3 separate regions of the Ovis aries genome follow, and regions 2 and 3 are each linked to region 1. The links are chromatin contacts, called in public Hi-C maps. All regions are on one chromosome and are shown on one strand. The core of a region is the stretch at or near the end of the contact, and the rest is flanking DNA. Distances in the headings are between cores, read along the strand shown. Region 1 holds the start of TNFAIP3 (TNF alpha induced protein 3). Region 2 has its middle 87 kb from the start of PERP. Region 3 has its middle 76 kb from the start of TNFAIP3.

Evidence for each region. Hi-C and Micro-C count contacts between places; a contact is called where the count stands out from the background.
Region 2: a contact with region 1 is called in a Hi-C map of liver, with 3 times the contacts expected there. The contact joins the enhancer-like site here to the promoter of TNFAIP3 in region 1. A contact is called at or near these places in 8 of 16 Hi-C or Micro-C datasets (blood, liver, omental adipose tissue and 2 more).
Region 3: a Hi-C map of blood shows a contact between it and region 1, with 2.8 times the contacts expected there. The contact joins the enhancer-like site here to the promoter of TNFAIP3 in region 1. A contact is called at or near these places in 4 of 16 Hi-C or Micro-C datasets (blood, omental adipose tissue and tail adipose tissue).

Annotation. Positions count from the first base shown.
Region 1 is chr8:63,023,584-63,027,971 of ARS-UI_Ramb_v3.0, forward strand. TNFAIP3 (TNF alpha induced protein 3) reads left to right here and starts at 1,901. Exons shown (of 8, transcript XM_060419284.1): 1 at 1,901-2,167.
Region 2 is chr8:63,114,525-63,118,912 of ARS-UI_Ramb_v3.0, forward strand. No RefSeq gene overlaps it. Among named protein-coding and RNA genes, the nearest start is that of PERP, 87 kb to the right of the region's middle. Within about 2 kb of position 2,332, at least 7 of the 54 cell types and tissues checked have an H3K27ac peak or open chromatin away from gene starts, as enhancers often do.
Region 3 is chr8:62,947,364-62,951,751 of ARS-UI_Ramb_v3.0, forward strand. No RefSeq gene overlaps it. Among named protein-coding and RNA genes, the nearest start is that of TNFAIP3, 76 kb to the right of the region's middle. Within about 2 kb of position 2,233, at least 1 of the 54 cell types and tissues checked has an H3K27ac peak or open chromatin away from gene starts, as enhancers often do.

The DNA of each region.
Region 1 (4,388 bases), core at 651-3,150:
GTGGGGCCCCTACAAACAGGGGCCCTGAGACTTTAAATCTTATAAGCTCTCTTCTGAGAGTGATTATCAATAGTCAGGACCTAACAGTGTGGGTATAAGGCAGGCTCAGAGCCAGTCATGCCTCTGTCACTGACTGATCGTGCAGACTTTGGGCAAATGGCTTAAACTTCTTAAACGTCGATTTCTTCATCTGCAAAGTGGAACTGTGAGGTTTAAATGGCAGAATGCAAACAGCCTACAACCTAGCACGTAATAAGGACTTGATAAGTATCATCATCATTATTACTATATGCTTGACTATCCATTGTTTCCGTGTTACTTGAGTTGAAAACGTTTGTGAATGAGAGGAGGACAAATATCCGGTTAGGAGCTGGAAAAAAAAATTCCAGTCATTGGTTTCAAATGACCAGCACCAGCCTTGGAACTTTAGTCACTACTGACTCTCACTTCTAAAAGCCATTGGAAAAGTACCACCCCCCATGCGGACTCCACCTCATTCTCCGCAGGTTCTTACTTCTTAGAAAAGGAGTATGATTTTCTAACTCAAAACCTGAGATATATGTCCTGACAAGTACTCTTAAGTCTACAAGAGGACAATGGTATGGAATACTTCAGTCTGGTTCTAGTTTAATCATGCTAGAAAATGAGCCCAGTCAAAGGGGACACTAAGGCAATAAAAGGACTTACTCAGTGGCTCTCTCTCCACAGCTCCAAGATGGCTGACACCTATTTCCACAAGACACTCGCTGGGTGAAGACAGTGCTCTTAGCATGCTACTTAATAGGAGAGCTTAGTGATAAAGAACCAGTATACCTTTGCAGGAGATATGGGTTCCATCCCTCGGTGGAATATCCCCTGGAGAAGGAAGTGGCAACACACTCCAGTATTCTTGCCTGGGAAATCTCATGGACCGAGGAGCCTGCCCGGCTACAGTCGATGGGGTCACAAGAGTTGGACATGACTTAGGGATTAAAACAACACCAATCAAGAGTAAGAGTAATAAGTATTATCAGCCATTGACATCTTGAGGAGAACTATTATCAAGATCCCCTAAAAGGACTCCGAATAACAGCTTAGGGGAATGTGGCAAGGACAGCAAGGAACAAGAAGTGATTTGTAAATTGGTATGATACCTGAATGTGATGCCACCCGGACCCCTGATACGCAGAAATGGAGACGGGAAATTAATCAAGTGACGGAGGGAGTTGGTAGCGGTTTTGATTCCTAATTTTATCTAAGTCTGGTTTTGCCCCTGTGAATTTCAGGGCCTCGAGGTCTGACGTCACCTCCAGGTAGCCTCCCACCAGCCTGGGGTCCGGGGATGGCAGGAATGCAGCGGGTGAGGACCAAGAGCTGTGACTGCATCTTTTTCTCGAAATCCCCCCAGGGGCCCAGAGTTGGATGCTCCCCTACGGGCTCATCACGTGTGCAGCCCAAGCAGTGCAAACCCAGCAGAGGTCTGTGGTCCCCGGGCGCTAGGGTGGTTTTTAGGGTTTTCTTTCTTTATGATTTCCCTTCTTGTTCTCCACAGTTGATGATTTTCTGCAGAAAAACGGCTGAGAAAAAGAACCTATTTCATTTCCAGTTCCCATCACTGCGATTTCCACATGGATGTGACGTTCAGTCCAGCTTCCGAAATGCCCAGTTGACTCACGCGGGGACACCCCGGGGCGGGGCGCAGGAGTTTCTCTGGCAGCGCGGCGGGGCGGGGCGGCGGGGCGGGGTCGGGGCGGGGCGGAGTGCATCTGGCTTCCCGCTCCTGCTGCGCCTCCTGCGCCCCCTAGCGGCGATATCAGGGCTGCGGGAGTCTGGGGCTCGTGTCACGTGACTGGAAAGTCCCTGGGTGGAAATCCCCGCTGTCCGCGGGCGGTAAAACAGAAAGGGAAAAAAGAGAACTGGCAGTCGGCAGCCTTCGCGGCGGCCAAGTGCGACAAGCTAGGAGGCCTTGGGGGCGGAGCGGCGAGAGCAGCCGCCGGGAAGACTGAGGTGGCAGCAGCAAAGGAGATCTACAGCCCCCGGCCGGCCCGCCGGAGAACTAGACCGAACCAGGCGTCCATGGGGAGCCGCCTCCACCCGGCCCCGACCCGAATTGCGACCCCAGTCTGCGGTGCATGCTTGTCCTGACCTGGACTTGGGATTTCTGAAGAGGATCGCGCGGCCCGAAGAGGTAACCCCGCGTCCCTGTGCCTTCTGCCACGGGCTCTCCCGGGACAAGGGCTGCGGGTGCGAATTTGGCAGCGACCCGCGGGCTGGCCCCGTCGACTTGGCCTGGTTTTGCCGCTGTCCCAGAGGGAAGTTTGTTGGCCGTTTGTGACCCCCGTAGGTTCTGAGCTGCTGAGAGTGCAGGTGGCCGCCAGATGTTCGGGTGACAGCCTGTATTCTAGGATCCAGCCAACTGTTCCTTGCAGCTCATGCAGAGAACTTGAACGGCAGTTGCTTGGGGGAGAGTCGCCCCCCGGAGCCGCTTGGTCCGGGTGGTCATCGGTGCTTTGCTCTTCGGCTTGTCCCTTTTGGAGTCGAGCTCTGCATGCTTACGGCCACGTAGACCTTGCAGAACCGCCTGGCCTCTTTCCAGACTGTGCAGCACCGGTCCAGAGGGGTGGGATGTCGCAGCGGCAGCAAAATCTAGGGGGCGGGGGGCCCGGTCAGCTCTCCTTTCCGGGAGGGCTTGCAGACACTCAGAGGGCAGCAGTGTCAGAGAAGTATGCATGGAGCAGGAGGTCGTCCGCCTGCCTTGGGGGGTGACTCCAGTTTAGAGCATCTGCAAGCCCCTACCCCCAAGTCAGACTGTCTTTGTCAGCCGGGGTCGTCCCACATCCTGCCACCTGGCCTTTCAGGAAAGCCGCGGTATTAAGTAAGGAAGGAGCGCAACTCTTGTTGAGACCGCTTTGTTTTCAGTTCTCCCTGCCTCTGATCTTTCCTCGGAAAGCCACGCTGGTCAACTCTTTCAGGGCAGCCTTTTGGGAGAACCAGTGTTTGAGTCCTCTGGACCAGAGCCCCAATGTCCCAGATTATTAAGCAGCCAGTTACTGCTTCATTCTTGTGTCCTAAGGTGCTGCTTTATTTTTTGTTTTCAATTCTTTGTACAATTTTTGACTTTTTGAAGTAGTACTTTCTGAAAATTTAATATCTGTTGGTAGGCCAATGAGGTATCAGAAACATGAAAGAAATGTTATAGGTGATATTGTCTTTGCGAATAAGGACATTACATTCATAGCTCAGAAATTCTTTACCACAAGTCAGATTATTCTTTAATCTCAAGTGTGGAGAAGTCTAAGTCCTGGACACTTAGGCAATGGGCATTGATTTCTTTTAAGGAGGCAATGCTGCAGGCCATTCAAGGCTACACCAATGAATGAGGTGACACTGGGCTGTCAGATATTGACATTTGCATGTCTTGCCTGTGGTTCTAGCGCTCACTGTTTGAAAGATCTTAGGTGCAGAAGAGAATAACAGAAGAGTCAGAAAAGCAAAAAGAGGCTACACCTAGTTTGTTTCGGATCTTCTTGCCTGTCTCCATGTGAGAGCAGCAGGTACTGCAGCCACAGGTGTGGTGTTGTGAGATTAACAAGGAGGTGGGTTTGGAAGACAGGACTTTTAGGCAAAGCCCTGCCCTTGGATGGTGTGGGAGCTACCTGAGCAGGACCAGTACTGCAGGTGCTGTAGCTGGAGACTATGATAGTCATGTGACTTCATGCTGGGGAATAATGTTATCTTTGATCTTTTGCCTCAGCACCAAGCTGATGGTCAGGCAGTAGAAGTATGTGGTCAGGCCATGCTTGCTGAGTGATGGATGGACAAATGAATGACATCATGAAAGAGGCTTTTGCCATGCCACCAAGGGGGAGCGTGTGTGATGTTTTTATCCCTTAGTTGTGTCTGTGGCCTTGCCATGCTTTTGCCCAATTCCACCTGCAAGGAATGTCTGACGTCAAAAAGGAGAGATTACCATTTGACCCAGAGAATGACTTCTTCCAGGCATCATCTAGCCAGCAGATTAGGAAACCTGATCTAAATCTACCACCAGAAGACTCCTCAGAAGGAACCTTGGAGTCATCTAGTCCACCTGTCTCCCTGGAGTGGGCCATGAGAATTTAGACCATTTTATCAATGTCTTTAAGAAAGCTGAGACCTACCCCAGACAGGCTTTCTTGTAAGAGGGAGGTTTCTTCTCCCTCTTAACTTGGTTTAACTTCTTTGTCATCTAGAGTCTTGCCCTGGAAAACAGTATGCTAAAGGACTGGGATTAACGATCACAGTGAAACTTCCTAGAGGCTCAGTTCGTGCTCTGAAACTGTCTTTGTCCTCATCTTGGAAATTTGGATGGATGGCAGGGCACTCTGCTCAGGGTCAGTGAATGTCAGCTGGCTCTCCACAAAGAGATGAGC
Region 2 (4,388 bases), core at 1,082-3,581, 91 kb after region 1:
ATATTGGCCATGTTCACCCAGTAAATTCAACATCTTATTATAAAAATCTTACCCAATTATTACAGCATGCACTGCTATAGAATGAACAAGAGAATACACACTGCTGCCTGTGCTGCATCAGAAGACTCTATAAGTTAAGTTTTCCATGTCTTTCCATAAGTTAAGTTTTTCATGCACTTGTGCTAGATAGAGACCTCCTTTGTCCCTGGAGCTTCCAGGCTCTGAAAGCATAGCCTGGGCCATATTTTCTTTTCTTTTCTTCTGTCCTACAACTGAGCAAGTCAACTGTTTCTATTCAGTTGTTAACAATTCCTGTTATGTTTCTTTGTTTAATAGGAAGGAAAGACTGACCTAGAGTGTTTAGAATTAGAGTTCTGATGAATCTGATGATGAATGCCAAATGATATGGCACTTGCTCTCCATTGGATAGGTTTTAAAAAGTCATGTGACAATTCATTCATAAAAGCCTATTATTTACAATATGTAAGAAATGATATCCTTTGCCACGTTTAAGCTTACGATGACAAATTTCAGAATGTCAAGTTGAAGATACACGTGGCAGTACTTACTTTCTCAAGTAACTTTAAGGTATCAAAGTAAAGAAGTCTGAAGATCAATGGATATCTGTGTTAACCCCCAGTACAGGGCCAGGGAGTGGAGAGGAGTAGTCAGAGGACAGGCTGGAAGTGGTGACTGGAAGTCTTGAAGGGCTAGGAGCGCCCACCACGGTGGCCACTTCCCTGAGGGGGACCAGGGCTCAAAGACAGGAGAGAGCCTGGCATATTTGGATATGACTGTCATGTAGCTTCAACACAGGCAAGTGGCTTTATAAAAAACGAGACTATGAAGGATGGTGGAGGTTCCCTGAAGGAGAAAACAAACTACGCTGAAGATACCTCCTTATGGATTTCCTTCTTTATGATTCTGGGCTTAGGGTGATGGTTGAAATGGACTTGGATCCAGTGAACCTGGGTTGCATCCCTTCTCCCCCTCCTCTTATCTGTGAGAAGTTGAACAAATGATCCTCTAGGTCTTTACTTCAGTATCTGTAAAGAGAAGAAAACTAAGAGTACTTATTCACAGAGCTGCTTTTAAAATTAAGTAAGATAACCCATATGAAGCACTTGGTACAACGTCTGCTATATAATAAGCACTAATAAATATTGGCTACTTATATGATTTCCAATACTATACTGATCCAATCATTCTCCTGCTTAAAATCCTTGACTTGTTTCCTTTTGCCTTCAGTAAGCCCAAACCGTCTAAGATTATCTGAAGCTTCCCCCTTCCAGTGTTTTAGTGGCAACTCCTATCCAGGCTACTTCCTAGACCTGGAGTGAGAGAAGTAATATCACGGTAAAGAAGTATCACCATGAGTAAGTTCAAATGCCACAGGTAATGTGGCACTAAAGGGCCTGGTGACCCCCCGTAAGTCCAGGAAAGCCAGGGGACCTCTCCCTGTATCCAGCTCTGTCCCCACCACCTGTCTGCTGTCCTAGCTCATGCATCTACAGTATGGTTAGTGCCTTGGGGTGTCAGATATTTGATGAACTTGTATTAAAATGATGCCGAGAAAAGGCAACACCCTCCAATTCTGAAATGACAAGCCTCTGTGGAGGGATGCTCAGCACAGTGAAATAGAGAGAGGGAAGTTACCCAGCAATTTTGAAATATGTGGTTGGAATTGCCCCAATCAAAATATTTTTTAGTTCCTTTTTATCACTTTTTTCTGTTTTATTTTATTCTGTTTGAGGGAGAAGTTTCTCAGATGGGAGTGGGAGGCGTGGGAGGGAAGCCACCAATGTTAGTCCTATCCCAGTCTTCAGCACTCCTTCCCCATGTCTCATCTCTACTGGCAGAGGGGAGACTAACAGCTTTGCCTCACTGGTGACTGGAAGCCCTGGAAGTATTTGCAACATCCTGATTCTGATCACAGCTCTGTGCGTATATGCTCAGACACAGGGCTCGCTGACTCTGTGTGCGTGTGTGTGGAGGGGTTTCAGGAGAAAGAGGGCAGGACTCCCTATTTCTGCCCCCAAAACTTCATATCTCACTCATAACACCAAAAACGACAGAGGACACATTTCAGATATATCTAAAGGAATGACCATCTGATTAAATGAGACTATCTAGGAAAATTTCCATATCTCTGGCTTTCATGAATAAGTGGATAGCTATACCATCACTGAGACAGGAGTTATGAGTCCAGTGTTTTACCTTATAAACTTGAGGTCCCCATGAAATGGTTAAATGGAGATGATCAGAAGGCAGTTAGATACACAGTCTGAAGAACAAAGGGCGATCAGCATGGGAGGTGCAGATAAGGTTGCAGTTAAAGCTGCAGGTGTGCTTGCCCAGGTGAAATAAACATTGCTAAGAAGGGAACCTTGACCTGGAGTCTGTCCTACAGAGTGAAGTAAGTCAGAAAAAGAAAAACAACTATTGTATATTAACGCCAGACATCCTGGAGCGTGGAGTCGAGTGGACCTTAGGAAGCCGGCACAGCGTGGCTCATAGCTTCACTGAGTTACACAAGCCCCTTCTCCACAAGGCTGTGATCCCTGAAGGGAATCTAGAAAAATGGTACAGCTGAACCTATTTGCAGGGCAGGAATGGAAACACAGACATAGAGAACAGACATGCAGACACAGTGGGGAGAGGGGAGGGGAGGGGAGGACGAATTGGGAGACTAGCATTGGCATATATGCACTAGCATGTGCGAAATAGCTAGTGAGAACTTGCTGAACAGTATAGGGAGCTCAGCTCTGCTCTGTGACAACCTAGAGGGGTGGCGTTGGGAGGGGGACTCAAGAGGGAGGGGATCTATGTACACATATGGCTGATTCACCTTGTTGCGCAGCAGTAACTAACACGACTTTCTAAAGCAACTATACTCCAATCTAAAAAAATGAAAGGAACCAACCGACCCCCAAGAAATTGCATCATTTAAAGATATGAAGCCACGAAACAGCTGACAGAGGGTTAGAATGAAAGCCAGGGAGAATAATTCCCCTAGCAACTAATAGAAGAGTGGTTTTTTAAAAGGAGGACATGGTTAGCTGAGTCACATGTGAAAAAAGTCACAGACAGGACCCATTCATTCATTCACCGATTCATTGTTTCAACAAATATTGACTGCCTGATCTGTGCCATGGATGTCTAGATGCTGGGGACAGCAGTAACTATGAAACAATCTTGCTTTCAGGTAACTTAAAGTATTGAGTAAGACAGAAAAGAAAATAGACAATTATATAAACAAATATAAAGAAGTAATGGTGTCAGGAGGTGACATGGGTGCATCTGGACATCACTTTCAGTGGAGAGACAAGGGCAGATACAATCTTGTGCAGATGTGGCATTCAAGGGACTTGGTTCTCAGCTAATAAGAGACCTGGGATGATAGCTACAGATGGACAGCAAGGGGAGGAGTGGTATTTTTGAAGACAGAAAGAATTTGGATTTATTCAATGCAAGGAGAGATCAGAACTAAAAAGGGATTCACTGATCTGCATGTTGTCTGGGGAGAGTGAGGAGGACGAGAGAAGGGTTTGGGGGGGACTGAGATCCAGGGTCAGGTGGACAAAGCAAACCTGTAGATAAAAAAAAAAATCCTGCCTTTCACAGGAGATAGCTATCAAGAAGAGGACAGATGAATGGAGAGATAGAAGGATGCAAGGAGGGAGGGAGGGAGCATGGGTGGAGAGATAGAGAGATGGATGGAGGGTTGGATGCAGAAATGATAGAGGGATGGAGGAGGGATGGAGGAGGGATTGAGGGGGAGGAGTGCAGATAAGCTTTGGAGCCAGAATGATAGATTTTCAAGTCCTAGCAATGATCAGGTAGAATTATTAATCTCATCATTCACTCCTCTCATATTCAAACAAAAATAGTGAGTAAAAGGATTTACTTCAGTGAGCAACCTCAAAGGCCTTTCAAAGAATCTGGTAGACTTTGCTGGAAATACATTAATCAGCAGGCTGATACATGGGAACTGGGTTTGTGGGGCTCTGCTGGGAAGTGCTTGCAGCCTGGGCCACAGTCTTCGGAGGAGGGGGTGCGCTTTCTCATATCAGCAAGCGTGAGGCACAAAGGTCACCAGGCCTGAGGAAGCAGTACATCCATTTCCTCCCCACAGCTTCCTCTGTGACACTACGCTCAGCCTCTGCCCTGGCTGTTTCATCGAAACCTGGCTCTTGAAGGTCACCAATGACATCTTTATTGCTAATTCAAATGGCCTTTTCTTTTACCCCATTCTCATCATCCCCCCGGAGTCTATTGTTTATCAAAGTCCTCTCAGGGACAGCTGACACAGTTGACCTCTTTTTGAAACTCTCTCCAGCCTACATGACGCTGCATTACTGTGATTTCCCTCCTCTGTGTGAGTAAAG
Region 3 (4,388 bases), core at 983-3,482, 76 kb before region 1:
GAGGGATGGAAGTTCCTCTTAAATTCAAACTTCCCAGAAACTTTTTGCCTGAAGTTGTTAAAGTATTGGTAATTTTTTAATGAATTTACTCTATGTTTTGCAAACATTAAACTCTTGAGAGCCCTGTCTTATCAGAAGCAGAAGTACTCGGTTACATGGGATAACAAGGCCCCCAGGGTATTTCCAACCAGACTGGTAGTGAGAAGCAGCATAACCATCTAGCAAAGGAGACATCATTGTTGTACATTACCCAACAATTGGAGTTTAGCCCCAACAGGCTTAAGTAGGGTGCAGAAGTTTTAGAGAGTGATGTGGAGGCTGGCCGGCTCCCAGAAGAGACCCCACAACTCAGCACTTTCCTTGGAGAACCCACTACTTCCCCAAATCTTGTTGGTAATCTTGTAGGTGTAGAAATGATCTTGTAAGCATCCTAGAGTCGGCTAGACTTGAAATGCTGACTCATTCCAACAAAGCCCAGAAGTCAATGATGAGTAAAGCTAGAATGCTCATTTAGAAATTAACATTCTTGATGGCCTGAGTAGCCTACTTTTTCCTTCCAGACAAGCTACATTATCACCAAAGTGGTTGGTGAGCACGGGTGCCAACCAAGTTAATCAAGTGTTAGCCACTCAGTCGTGTCCAACTCTTTGCAACCCCATGGACTATAGCCCACCAGGCTCCTCTGTCCATGGAATTCTCCAGGTGAGAACATTGGAGTAGGTTGCCATTTTCTACTCCAGGAGATCTTCCTGACCCAAGGATTGAACCCGGGTGTCCTGTATCGCAGGCAGATTCCTTGCTATCTGAATCGCCAGGGAAGCCCAAGTGAATCAAATCACTGGGCAAAGGCATAGTCCCTGACAGAATACCTTCTTCTCACATGTATGTTGGTGAGTCTCCTTTTCCTCTGTGTTCATTGCTGATGAATTTCTTTTCTGGGTGACATTCCTTTTTTTTCTTTATGTGACTACATTCCCTTCAGTTTACCAATAGTCCTAGTGAATGTATAGGATCACTCGCTATGGCTGTGCTGGTCAGATGTGCTGATTTCTTTTCTTTTTTCCACCTTTGAAAATGGATATTCAGGGACTTCCCTGGAAGTCCAGTGTTTAAGACTTCTTCCAATGCAGGAGGTGTGGATCCGATACCTGGTCAGAGAGCTAAGATCCCACATGCCTAGCAGCCAAACAAACAAGACGTAAAACAGAAGCAATAGTGCAACAAATTCAAAAAATACTTTTAAAAATTGTCCACAGGGGAAAAAAAAATCTTTAAAAAGTGTTCATAGAAACAATTCCTCATTTTCTGGGACTCAGGAGAAAAGATCCATTTGAGGGGAAATCAACAGTGGAGACAGGTGTAGCCCCATCTTCCAAAATCACCTGCCCAGGTGCCAGGCCAGGTTTGGGCCAGTGCTGACAGTCTCCTGAGCCTAATGGGCCTTTGAAGCCACCCTCTCCTGCCTGGCATTGATTTCTTAATTTAAAGCAGTGTGTAGTCTCATGTCAAGTTGTTAGGGACACCTTCCCAAGTGCTTACATTAGCAAAGGATGTGAGGATATTAGGTGAAATCCTGAAGACACTGTGATTCCTTGAGGGATGGTGGCTCATGGAGGGGCTCATTCGCCTTTCCCAGAAAAGGGTAGAAAATGTGTCACCGAGATGATTGTATATCTGGAGGGTTTTATCCTTAAAGATGATTGGTTACTGGATCACTAAGGTGTGACAATTGAAGGAGGAAGGAGGAAGGGGAAAAGACAGACATCGATGCCTGCAGTCTGGAGGTGTGGCCGCCACATGGTGGTTCTGACCTGACTGCTCCTGGCTCAGGTGTGGTCCCTGACTGAACACCTGTCATTGTCAAGGTACAGAGCTCTGTGCTACGGGGCTCTCAGGGAAAATGAGGACGACTTGTCACAAATGATTCATGAACTTTGCTCTTTGGGCCTTGTCGGGGCGTTCATCGTTTTATTCATTGCCCTGGAATATCCAGTGGAGAGAAAGGCCAGACACAGCAGGAGGAGATTAGGGAGATTACTAGAAGGAACCCAAGGAGATGGAAGACAATAATCACTCTCTGGTATTCCATAACAGGAATCTGCAGCATAACATCAACTTTACAAACTTGCCTAAATCCTTGAGGAAAGTTTGTCCCCAGGTCTTTACCCCTTTAGCTAAGCTGCGAGCCTGCCTGACCAACTAGATCACAGAGTTTTACATGAGGTATCTCAAGAACAGGAAGTGGGTAAGTGAAGGGCAGTGTGTGTGGTGGGGAACAGGCTGTCTTTTTCTAACCCTAGAGAAGCAAGGAACTAGAAGAAAAAAAGGAAGGGAGGCACATAGTCAAATGAGTGTTCCATTTGCCCCTTCTTGGCTTTTGGTTGAGAGTGGGACTATATCTAGTCAATTCTTACTCACTGCAGTTCTGTTCTATAAAATCACTGCAAACACTGAGTTAGCAAATACTGGACCATTGCTTCTGGGGAAATACAAGATTATGATCTTGTGAGTCTATGGTCACACTTTTTTCCCCCTTTTAAATACATTTTATTTTTAGAGCAATTTTAGGTTCACAGCAAAACCAAGCAAAAAGTGGAGTGTGCATCTGTGTCCTCCCCCACTCCCTACACTTGCAGGCTCCCTAACTATCGACATTCCGCACCACAGAAGTGCATTTCTTACAATGAATGAAGCTACACTGACACATCATAATTATCCAAGGTCCAGCGTTTACTTTATATCTCATTCCTGGTATTGTATATTCTGTGGGTTTTGATGAATGACACTTGGCTGCCATTACAGTATCTTATAGGATAGTTTCACTACCCAAAAATCTGTCTGTCTCTCTCCTCTAACGCCTGCAATCACTGATCTTTCTCTGTCTCCATAGTCAGTCATGTAGTTGGAAACTCATTATGGAGCCATTTTAGCTTGACTTCTTTCACATAATAATATGCATTTAAGGTCCTCCCATGTCTTTTTATAGCTCAAGACCTCATTGTTTAATGCTAAATAATATTCCATTGTTTGGATAGACCTCGGTGTTATGGACTGAACTGTGACCTCTCAAAACTTGTATGTTGAACACCTAAGCCCTAATGTGCCTATGTGTAGCAGTGGCAGTATTAGTCACTCAGTTGTGTCCGACTCTTTGCAACCCCATGAACTTTAGCCCGCCCGGCTCCTCCGTCCATGGGATTCTCCAGGCAAGAATACTGGAGTGGACTGCCATTCCCTTATCTGGAAATAAAGCCTTTACAGCGGTAAATGAGGTCTCAGAGGTGGGGCCCTAATGCAGTAGGACCGGTGTCCTTATCAGAAGAGGCATGCTCACACAGAGAACAGGCCTAGTGAGGACAGAAGAAGATTTTGGCCATCTGCAAGCCAGGAATAAATTTCTCACCGGTGACCAAAGTTTTTGTTACTTTAATCTTGGACTTCCAGCCTTCAGAACTGTGAAAAATAAATAAATTTCTGTTATTTAGGTCATAAGGTCTGTGATACTTTATTTTAGCAGCTGAAGACTAATACACACAGTTTATTGATCTTTTCATGTACTGGAGGACATCTTGGTTGCTTCCAAGTTTGGGCAATTATGAATAAAGCTGCTATCAACATCCATGTTGTCGACATAGATGTTTTGTGTGGACATAAATTTTCAACTCATTTGAGTAAATACATTGAGTAAAGGACCATGACTGCTCAATCGTACGGTAAGAATATGTTTAATTTGTAAGACACGACCAAACTGTATTCCAAAGTGGCTGTACCTTTGCATTCCCATCAGTGATGATGAGAGTTCCTATTTCAGCCTTGCTAGTATTTGGTGTTGCATTGTTCTGGATTTGGGCTATTCTAAATAGGCATGTGCTGGTGTCTCACTGCTGTTCTAATTTGCCTTTTGCTAATGATATATGATGTGGAGTGTCTTTTCATATGTTATTTGCCATCTGTGTATCATTGTTGGTGGGATGTCTCTTCATGTCTTTTGCCCATGATCTAAACATGTTGTTCCTTTACTTATTGTTGAGTTTTATGAGTTCTTTACATGTTTGAAATAACAGTCCTTTGTCAGATATATCTTTTAAAATACTTTCCCCATTCTATGGCTTGTCTTCTCATTCTTTTGACGGTGTCTTTCATGAAGCAGAAGTTTTAAGTTCATTAACCAATCAATATATAACCCTGTTAAATGTGTGTATCTGTTTAAAAACACATTACTGAATAGATATTATTAATTCAAGAATATTGAGCTCACAGCCAACAGCTCTATAACACATGAAGGAAGCTTATTTAAAGCTTGTTGTCTTAGTCAGCTCAGGCTGCCATAACAAAATACCACAAACTGTGTGACTTAACAGAAATTTATTTTCTCACAGTTCTGGAGG